Linked DNA regions of Gossypium hirsutum: all the other regions are linked to region 3. The links are chromatin contacts, called in public Hi-C maps. All regions are on one chromosome and are shown on one strand. The core of a region is the stretch at or near the end of the contact, and the rest is flanking DNA. Distances in the headings are between cores, read along the strand shown.

Evidence for each region. A called contact is a pair of places that touch in the nucleus more often than the background predicts.
Region 1: a contact with region 3 is called in a Hi-C map of leaf, with 4 times the contacts expected there. The contact joins the promoter of LOC107912784 here to the promoter of LOC121206120 in region 3. A contact is called at or near these places in 3 of 34 Hi-C or Micro-C datasets (callus and leaf).
Region 2: a contact with region 3 is called in a Hi-C map of leaf, with 2.3 times the contacts expected there. The contact joins the promoter of LOC107912783 here to the promoter of LOC121206120 in region 3. A contact is called at or near these places in 2 of 34 Hi-C or Micro-C datasets (both in leaf).

What each region holds. Positions count from the first base shown.
Region 1 is chrA09:64,710,908-64,714,388 of Gossypium_hirsutum_v2.1, forward strand. LOC107912784 reads right to left here and starts at 1,941. Exons shown (of 2, transcript XM_016841111.2): 1 at 986-1,941; 2 at 463-865. The coding sequence starts at 1,370. The coding sequence ends at 693.
Region 2 is chrA09:64,676,604-64,679,887 of Gossypium_hirsutum_v2.1, forward strand. LOC107912783 reads right to left here and starts at 1,628. Exons shown (of 2, transcript XM_016841108.2): 1 at 1,010-1,628; 2 at 280-730. The coding sequence starts at 1,167. The coding sequence ends at 388.
Region 3 is chrA09:64,467,395-64,470,763 of Gossypium_hirsutum_v2.1, forward strand. It overlaps LOC121206120 (GABA transporter 1), which reads right to left and starts at 1,985. Exons shown (of 6, transcript XM_041076425.1): 1 at 1,767-1,985; 2 at 469-699. The coding sequence starts at 1,902.

The DNA of each region.
Region 1 (3,481 bases), core at 691-3,190, 240 kb after region 3:
CCTTAGCTTCAAAGGAATATCCAAGCATCCATTTTCAGAGCCAATCACTGCTTTCGCTTTATCCTGGTAAGCCTTCATAAATGGTGTTCCTTCTCTTTCTTCAAAAAATCAATATATTCGGTTGCTTCATATTCCAAAAATTTTCATTACAAAATTGTGTTTAAAGTTATTTTAATTATCTTTTTAAAAATTTATCAATTATATCCTACAGATTAAAGAAATAATTTCAATTATGTTACTATATATGTTAATATCAATTTTGGAGGTATAATTTACTATTTACCTTGAAATAAAATGTCTTTTCTTAGATTTATACTCTTGTGTTTGGAAATGAGAAGAAATAATCCAGATATTTTACTTACCATCATTTTTTTTTTTGGTGTCTTCATTAGAATTGAGATCATCCCAATGTTTCTTTTTCTCAATTTAAGCCAACATGATAAAACGACTGAGATTAACAAATTAAGAAATATTCCAACTTTTATAAATTAAGCCAAAAAACTTTATACATTTTTAGCAAATAATTAAACAAAAGAGAGATTATGATTAATTAAACACTCTCTCTTTCCTTCCCTAACCATTCTAAAATACCCTACATGCAATTTTTCATAAATTTGCATGTTCCATAATCTAATTTTTTTAAAAAAATTATTAATTTTTTTTACAAAATACAATACCCATAAAAAATGCTTCTAAAACAAGAAATCCATGAATTTGAACCAAGGTTTCGAGCTTTTTGTAACACTTTCCGCTTCATTTGAGCACGACGCCGTTTTATTCTGGCCGTCCTTTGATGCCGCCGTTTTTGTGCACAAGAAGAAATTTCTTGATCCCAACGCGATCAGCTTCTCTTCCCTTCCCAAACCTGCTATCACACAAACCCAAAAATATTGGCAATCAATTACAGCCGTACGTTTCCCCAAAAATATAGAAACCTGATCTAACGGCTAATAAATTTTCGGGGGTAGTTTTTCTTTTTTCTTACTTTCTAAGCTGAATTGAGAATAATGGAGATCGAATAGCGCGGCGTCCGTTGGCGGCAGCATCGGTCGCCGACCTTCCTTCGAGTACTGCCTGACGGAGACCGTTATTAAGTCACCGACAGTTTTTTCCGGTGACATCACCACTTGCACGGCTCCGAGGCTCCCTTGAATCGTCACGTTCAATAGCAGCTTCGTCAACTTCGGCGGCCTCGCATCGGATGAGAGTGAAGTAGACCTCTCTGGAAGCAGGTCGGGAAGCGTCTTCGGCCGCCTCAGCTCCACCGGTTCCATCGTCTGGATTCTCCCGTGAAACGACGACGCCCTTTCAGATAACCTTACCCTCCGGCTCTTCTCCGGTTCCTTACGGTTATTTTTTGAATTCCTCATCGGATTGAAATGATCGACCGTGGTATATTATACAGTGATTCAAATCTTAAATAAATAAATAAATAAATAAAACTTCTCTTCGCTGCTTTTTTAGGTTGGAGAGTGAGACAATGATTACCACAATCGCCGGTGGCGGAAAAACCTAAACCGAGGGAAACCGAGAGCGGGGACAGAGCGACGGCTCTCGAGTTTCCGATCACAGTAAGCTATCATTAGCTGAATGGTATAGCTGTAAATAAACAGAGAACCAAAAGGCAAAGTAGAGAAGCTATGAAAGAAAGGATGGGAAACTGACTGCCTCTAGTACCCAACCCTCGCAGGCACTTTATATGGGAAGGAAAGCGAAGAACGAGCCAGAATCATTGAATCGCACTCAATCTACTATTCTCTTGGGTTACTGGCTATACCCGGTTGATGGGAAATAGATAATTTCATTTTACGCGCATTGCTCATTACTCTACCGCTCTGACTGGTAATTGCCCGCGGATATCACATTTCTGTGGCTTTGCTTGTTGGGTAGCGGGCTTCGTGTTAAAGTGCGCTGGTGAAGTATTGAGCCTCCTTAACCTTAAGCCTAAAAGTAAAAGTTCTATCGTCCACTAAATTTATAACACCTACGGAAAGATAGGGTCAAACTTCATCAATCCCCCCAAACTATCCACCAGATTCTATATTCGTCCCTAAGTTTCAAAATGCTTTAATTGAGTCCTCAAATTATTAATATTGCATTAATCATGCCATTCTTTTGGGTATATTTAAAAAAAATTGGGCACCTTGCATATGAAAAACTTGGATATCACGTTTTTTTTATAAAAAAAACAAATAGTTTTGATAAAATTTAGAATTATTTCTTTTTTTAACACGTCAGATCCAAGTTGTTTATATGATAGGTGCACCCATTTTTACAATTTAATCCACATTTGTAAAATATATTTTACAATATTGATACTTTAAGTCTCAATTAAAATATTTTAAAATTTAAAGACCAAATTAGAATGTAAACTATATTTTTGGTACTTATAATGGATTTAACCCACTAGAAGAATATTGGTTTAGTGTTGAGCCCACGTGACTACCATGTGGACCAATCTAACTTGTAGTTTTGTTTTTACTCTTTAAAAATGTTGACGTTCTTAGTTTTGTTTTAGGCTTTATTTATTATTAATCCCTTAAACTATACTCATTTTCCCATTGAACTTTTTTCCATATAAATACCTAAACTTTTATTATACTTTTAAGTCCAAAACTCAAATGGTGTTAAATAAAAAAATTGAAACCCAATCATAATATTTTGAGGTCATAATAATTTGATAAATAATATTTTCCATGTCATGTTTATTTAATATGAAAACCTTAAATTATTTTTTATTATTTCTCTAAAAAGTCCCCACTTCAGAAAACAAAAAAACCCCAAATCCTTGATTCAGCCAAACCCTATCTTTCTTTTATTTTTTTTTTTTGGCAAATCCAAGCTTTCATTTGGTTGATCGAATTTTGATGGGTTTTTTAAAACCTCAATTTGCACAGTAGATTTAAACGTATTTTCCATGAAAAATGATATCAATTCTGCATTTGCATTAGACTAAATGGTTTGCTGGAAATGAAGAAGGGAACATGAAAATGGCTTTTGGATTGAAGAAGAAGAGGGGTCAAGAGAGAATAAAAAAAATAAATTAATTTAACTTAAGTTTAATAAATAATATATTTATTCCATATGGATGATGATGATGTATATAAAAATGACATGGCCCATACTTCGGTTGGCTCCACATGTTGAACGGTTTTTTTAACGATGTTAACTTAAATAGGCTGAAACGATCGACTGAAGTAAAATTTAGTATCATATAAATAGAAATTTAAGTATCAATATAAAAAATATATATATAGTTTAGAGGTTAATTGTGAATAAATTTTTTGTTTTATTTAAATAAATATTTTAGTCATCTCTACTAAAATTATCACAAACCCAAGAAAAAATAATTAAATAATAATTTCATACTGAAAAAAAAAACTAATATATCATGTTTGAAAATTTAGCCTCATACCACTACTCATAATAGTATCGTTGTTTGAACTGGATTTTATTAATTAGTTGGACTAATTAGATCCAA
Region 2 (3,284 bases), core at 378-2,877, 210 kb after region 3:
ATTAGATTTGGTTGTAATTACATTCATAATTACTCCAATTCTTACCCTGTCACTTAAGAATTGAAAAGTATAATTAGATACGCCTAATTTAGTGAGATACACCGGTCACAATGGTTAACAAAACATACCACTATTATGTAATTACAAGTAATTACAAACAGATCCAATTATTAAGTGACTTTTTAAATACTATCTAAATACATTATGAACACTACCTTAAATAAAGCTATAGGAAAACTCTATAAAAATAAAAGCTAAAATAATAGTCAAAGCCATTTCCAGAAATAGCCATCATATTTCCTTCTCTCAAGCTCTATAAAATTACTAAATAAACAAATTAAAAAAAAACTATCATCTTTGTAGTCAACCAATTTTGCCCGGGCCCTTTTAAAGTATTAAAATAAGCCAAACAAATAAGTCCAAGTAAATTGAACACACACAAATAAAGAATCCAAATTCAGAAATCCAATGTCCGGTTACAAATATTAGGGCCAAAAATAACTTAAACCCAAAATCCTTTAATATAGACTTAACCCAATCCTTAGTTCGAACAGCCCAAACCCGAGGCCTAATACACCCAAAACGAAACACAGCAGTCGAGAGCACCAGAAGCTTCTGGAATGCCAGAGAGTTGGGCTCCCATGAGAGGCTCCTCGCATGGCCTCCTTTGCGCGTCTCCTTTCTCCTCCGTACGGCCATCCCTGCGTTAGAATACACGAGAAGAGGCCAGCTAACAAAATACAACAAATGACAGCAATAAAAATGTATTTTTATTTATTATTTATTTTACTCTGTAAATTTGGCTATAAAACCAATGATTGTACCTGCAAAAGGGATTACGAATATACTACGCACACCAGATATAAAAAAATAGAGCATTTCACAAGCATTTTTTTAGAGGTGATTTTCTGTTTAATAGTTGCTTTTAAATTTCGGCTAAATGACTTCATTTTTATCTTTCATTATTGTATTAAAAAAATAATAGAAAGAAAGAGAGAAGAAATCTCACCTTATGGATCGGCCATTGATCTCTCTTTGCTTCGTCAGACTTGAAGTGGAAAAAGAGGTCTTAAGGCCGAAAATTATCATCAAAAGGCCACATTTGTCGGTTGTTGTTTTTAAGGGAAGATCGGCGTTGGTGTTAAAAGGGGAATCAAACGGCGCCATCCATCAATTGTAATGTTAAAAGCGGCAGCCGAATATGAGCAAACACTTAGGGTTTTTTCCCCCCTTTTCAATCTGCTCTGCTGAAATAAGCTCTTAGAAGCTGTTTTTTTTTCTTTTTTGCTTTTAATTGGCACCGTGAGACGACGACGTTTAAGCATGGATTTGTAGCCTTGAAATGACGCCGTTTAAGCTTGCCCGACCCGATCCGATTCCGTTACCCCTGGGATCCGCGTATTTTCGTGGAGAGGGATAATTCGCAATTGATCCTTCTTTTTTCGCGCTACTATTCAATTGCAAGCTATTTGCTTATTTCTTTTTTAATTTGGCTTGGTAATTTGAGTGCATTTGCAATTGGATCCATGCTTCAGCTGAATGTTTTTGGAGATCTGGAATATTTCCAGCTTTAACCCATATACGTTTGCACGCATTGCATGGGGGTCCTTATTTTTATAGTAGTAGTTTGTTTTATTTATAAATTATCCCTTTATTTTATAATTTTATTTCAATTGGTTTTTTTATTATTTTTTTAAATTCGTTTCACATTCAATTTTCCTTTTAGGTTCTTTTTTTTTTATATTTGGAGCTCCTTTGATGATTGTGTTTTGTTTTAAAGTCAGTACTATAAATTTATTTTATCATATCATTTTTACACTGTGTATAATATTTTATATGAATGTTTTTATGCATTATTATATATATAATTATTCCATGTATATTATTAATCTTATATTATTTTATACACATAATTTATTTTAAATTTATTCCTATATCTTATTATATATCTATGTTGTTTAAAGGAAAATCCTACATATTTTGTGTTTTTTTTCCTTAATTACTATTATACGTAACCCATATTAAATTATTTTACTATAGTCTACATTATTGATTTCATATTAATATTTCTTGTATGTATATTTTTTTTCTCTTTAAAATTATGCATGCGTATAATGCGTTTCTTTTAAGAACTATAATTTTAAGTCATACCATTTATTTATTGTATACACTCTCATATTTTATTATCCTTATATATGTATTATTTATATGTGCCATCAATTCAAACCAATTTGTTACATGTAAAATTATGTTATATATTATTTGTTTTAAAATTCCCTTTATAATATAGTTTTATAAATATACACCACTAAATTTATGTATTTTTGTAAATATAATTTTTTATCTTTTTGTGTATATGATTACATTTTCTAAAATTTGTTACATGTATAATTTATATATTTGCTTAATTTTTTTTCATACATTATTAATTTGATGCTATTTTTTTTACAAATAATTATTTCTAAATTTATTTATATTCATGTTCTATGAATTTATTATGTACATTATATTTTATCATGTGTTTTATTTTTATTTTATATTTTATATGTTATTTAAGCTATCATGCATGTTGTCAATTTTTCAAATGGATTTGTGCTTAAAATATTATGCATATTATTCAATTCAAAGGCTTTATTTTACAATATTTATTTCAAATGATAATATATCCCTAGTTTTTATACAAATTTGTCAACTTATATTATGTGTCCATTAATTCATCATTATTTTGAAAATGTCCTATACTATATTGACTTCTAATTCCATTTTATTTTGTACATATTTTGTGGATCGTTTTATATGTTGTCATGTTAGTTATTGTTGTATGTTATTTTTGTATTGATTGTTCACCATCCATGATTAAGAATTTGGTTACATTTTACTTAGAATAGTTGTACATAATTGTTGGATTTATTAATTGTGACTTGTTGTATCATATTAGTTCATGTTCATTAATCCTTTCCTAGGCAAATGTTTCGATACAATGCATTAAGTATTCCATCTATTTTAAAACAACTAAACGTGTTTTGAGCGAATTTCCAATTTTCTTTATTATTAAAAAATTCTGAAATAAGGCAATATCCAATATTTGGGAATTCGGGAAATCGTGCTCAATCGTGCTGGGTATGATTTTTTTGGTGAACTAAATATTTGGATAACCTTTATAATTTTAGTGTACGAGTTTTCAAAAGTCAAAAATCAATCGTATTTTTAAAGGTATAAAGGATCGTATCCAATCGTGCTGGGTATGATGATGCATATCTTTGAAACGAGAGAATTTTGGCCGC
Region 3 (3,369 bases), core at 735-3,234:
TATTCAGTTAATAATAATCAGAGAATATAAATTTGTGTGTATTGAAATATATTATTATTTTAATTAAGGGTAAAGAGGAACTATAAGTAATTTTAAATTTTATATAAAAAAGAAATTAATGTTAAAAAGTAATTATAGGAATAGTAAATAATTTGGAGCCATTCAGCAATTCACAAGTGTAAGGCTGACATTTACTGGATCTGCGTACGAAGTACGGGCGAGCTTGGCCATAGCATAGGCATTTAAATTTCTTCATTTATTTATTTGGTAAAAAGGACAAGTTTTTGTGAATCAATAATGCAGGGTCAAATTTTATAAAAAAGTTGTATTGAGTATGTTTATTTATTTATATTAATCTTTTTTCTTTTTCAATATACATACATTTTTCACACATTTAGAAAAAAAAAAAAGAAAAGAAAGAAAGAGTGAAGTAGTTTGGAAATATTTGTAGGAGAGGAGAGTGGTTACCCAAGATGTCATTAGCCATGTCTCTGAAGCGAAGATGTCGGCGACCCAATTGAGCATGGTGTTCAAGGACTAGAGATAGCAAGTTGTAAGAATAGAAAGTGACCAAAGCTCCGACCACCAAACTTATAATTCCGGCAGCCCATCCGAGGAAGGTGAATGCAAATGGGAGGCTGAGAAGCGGTGGTGCAACAATTGATGTGGTCAAGTGGTAACCACAGTGCAGCCATGATCCTATACTTTCAATTGAAATATGTTAATTAAACAATTCAAACTTCACTTGGCTACGTAAGCTTGAGTTCCCGTTTTCTTTTTGACCATCTTTCAACACATTTCTAAATTTTACTAGCTGATAAATAAGACAATAATAGAAATAAAATAAATTAAAGGTCAATGATATAATACGCTGAATTTTTAGTTTTAAATTATAAGTCTTCAATCTCAATAAAATCTTAATTATAAAAAAAGAGTAATATTCCAAAAAACCTGCATTTATTATCAACTATATATAAATAAAGGATTTATATTCACTTAAAAGTTATAAAATAGTAATTAAACTATTTAAATATTTTTATTTAAGTTAATAAATTATTTGATAATTTTTATTTAAGTCATTGGGCTGTTAATTTTTTTTAAATAGTGCAGCTAGCGAGTTTCAAGCAATAATTTGATGATAGGTATGGTGGATCGGAACTTTTAAAGTTATTTGGATTTTGATTCCTAAATTCGTGACTTTTAAAGTTGTTTTATGAAAAAGACTGAACTGTAGAAGAGAAAAAGAAATAGAGCTTTCATTTAGTGCAGGTGGTGCGAATAGAAAATGTCATATAACAACGATTTTAATAGTTCAATAGTTCAATGATTTTAAAAAAAAAATTCAAATAATTCAATGATAATTTTATAACTTTTTAAAGTTAAAAGACTAAAATATAAATTTACTAATAGTGTAATAAATTTGGATATAATTTATCTTTTTCTATATATTAATATATAAAATAATGACATATTAGGAAGAAAATTTAAAATTTAGTTGATGTGATAACATTAAATTTATCGATGGTATATGATTGAATGTTAACTCCATAAGGAAAAAGAAGGAACAAGTGTTGGAGTTTGTGTCTATGATATAAGAAACGCAAAAAGTAGTGAAAGAGAGAAAAAGGGAGAGCCAGAAAAAAAAACAAAGAAAGAAAGTCGGAAGATTTTTCTTGGAAAGCAAATCAAATCAAAGCAATGATCATAAATTATAAGACTTGGATGGAAATTAAAGAGAAAATACTAAAATAGAATAGTGAATACACCTTTGGATTTAAGAACAAAGAGAGCACCAGCATCGAGCTGCTGATGAGTAGGAGAAAGGTGCTTGTGGTGATCATAATCATCTTCGCCAGCTTCATGTACCGCTTTGGAGTTTGCACTGTTACCCAAACTACCCATCTCTCTCTCTCTCTCTCTGAGATTTCGATACCAAAAACAATGAAGAAGAATGAAAGATTGTTTGGAACTTAGGTCCCCAAGATGGAGGAATTATAAACTAATATATTTATATAAATAATTAAAATATTACCTCTTTGGTTATGGTGTAAAGTCAACCATGTTACAGCAGCCATTCACACTCATCCGTTGGTCATACAATAATGACAAACTCTGTATTTTATTTTCTCAATATATATATAAAATACGAGTCGATTGATGGAAATATCCTTAACCATGTACATTATGATATTTTATTTTCATTATTAAATTTTAATATTAAAATATTTTGTTGAAACCATTTTTATTTTGAAAAAAAGGGGATCGACTTTAAAATAAGGTATGGAGTCGCCACCGATCTTCTCCGAGGTGTGATCGGATCACCTTGATCATTTTAATAAAATACTTTAATTTATTAAAACAATGATTTTGGACCTACGAAAATTGAGAAAACGGGTTTGGGAGTCGATTACGTACTAGGAAGGATTAGCACCATCGTAAAGCTCAAAATTGGTACCTAATTGGTTAATTTATGTCCTAATATCGAAAATTTTGAAGAAAAATATTTAAAATATGATCCTTAAAAAATGTGGGAACAACTCGAATTGGATTTTAAGATTCACTCATTCCAAATGAATAAAATACCACATCCAGCACGTTAGGACACGATATTTTAAGCCTCCAAAAATTGAGATCACGTCATGATTTCCAAAACCCGCAACCAAATCTTAAAAGGGTATTCCGTTATTTGACCAAACGAAAAATCGAAACTCAGCATGTTAAGGTACGATCTCTCGAATTTCCAAGCGCGAAACATTGCCTTGTTTTGAGAAAACTCAAATAAAAAACCGAGTCAAAATATACTTGTTTGGTTTGTTTGGAGATAAAAGACAATCGATATTCAGTGAATATGAGAATTATAACCATAATGCAATTACAAAAAATAAAAAAAACATAATTACATGCATGAACAATAATATGTGAATACAATATGAAAGCTAATGACAACAAGTGATATGCAAAACAATACAAAAATTAGGAATCAATGTGATATAAACAATTTAAAGATGATTAAATATATACAAAGAAATAACACATGCAAAGATTCGAAATAACTTGTATGCATATTAAAACTGATAATATATGAATGATTATTAAAATATATATTATGTAAGGAAAAAAAAATTCAAAACAAATAATACATAACATAAACAAGTTAATTTAACTAATGATATATATATATATGAAAATGAAAAAATGTAAATGATGTATATACTAAAACATTTAAAATAAATAAAATATACAAGAATCCTTTAAAGAGAACCAAATTATACATTAATAAATTTAAAAGAAAATATATATATGTATATATATATAATAAATTTAAAAGAAAATATTTACATAAAATAATATGAAAACAATAATGTACAT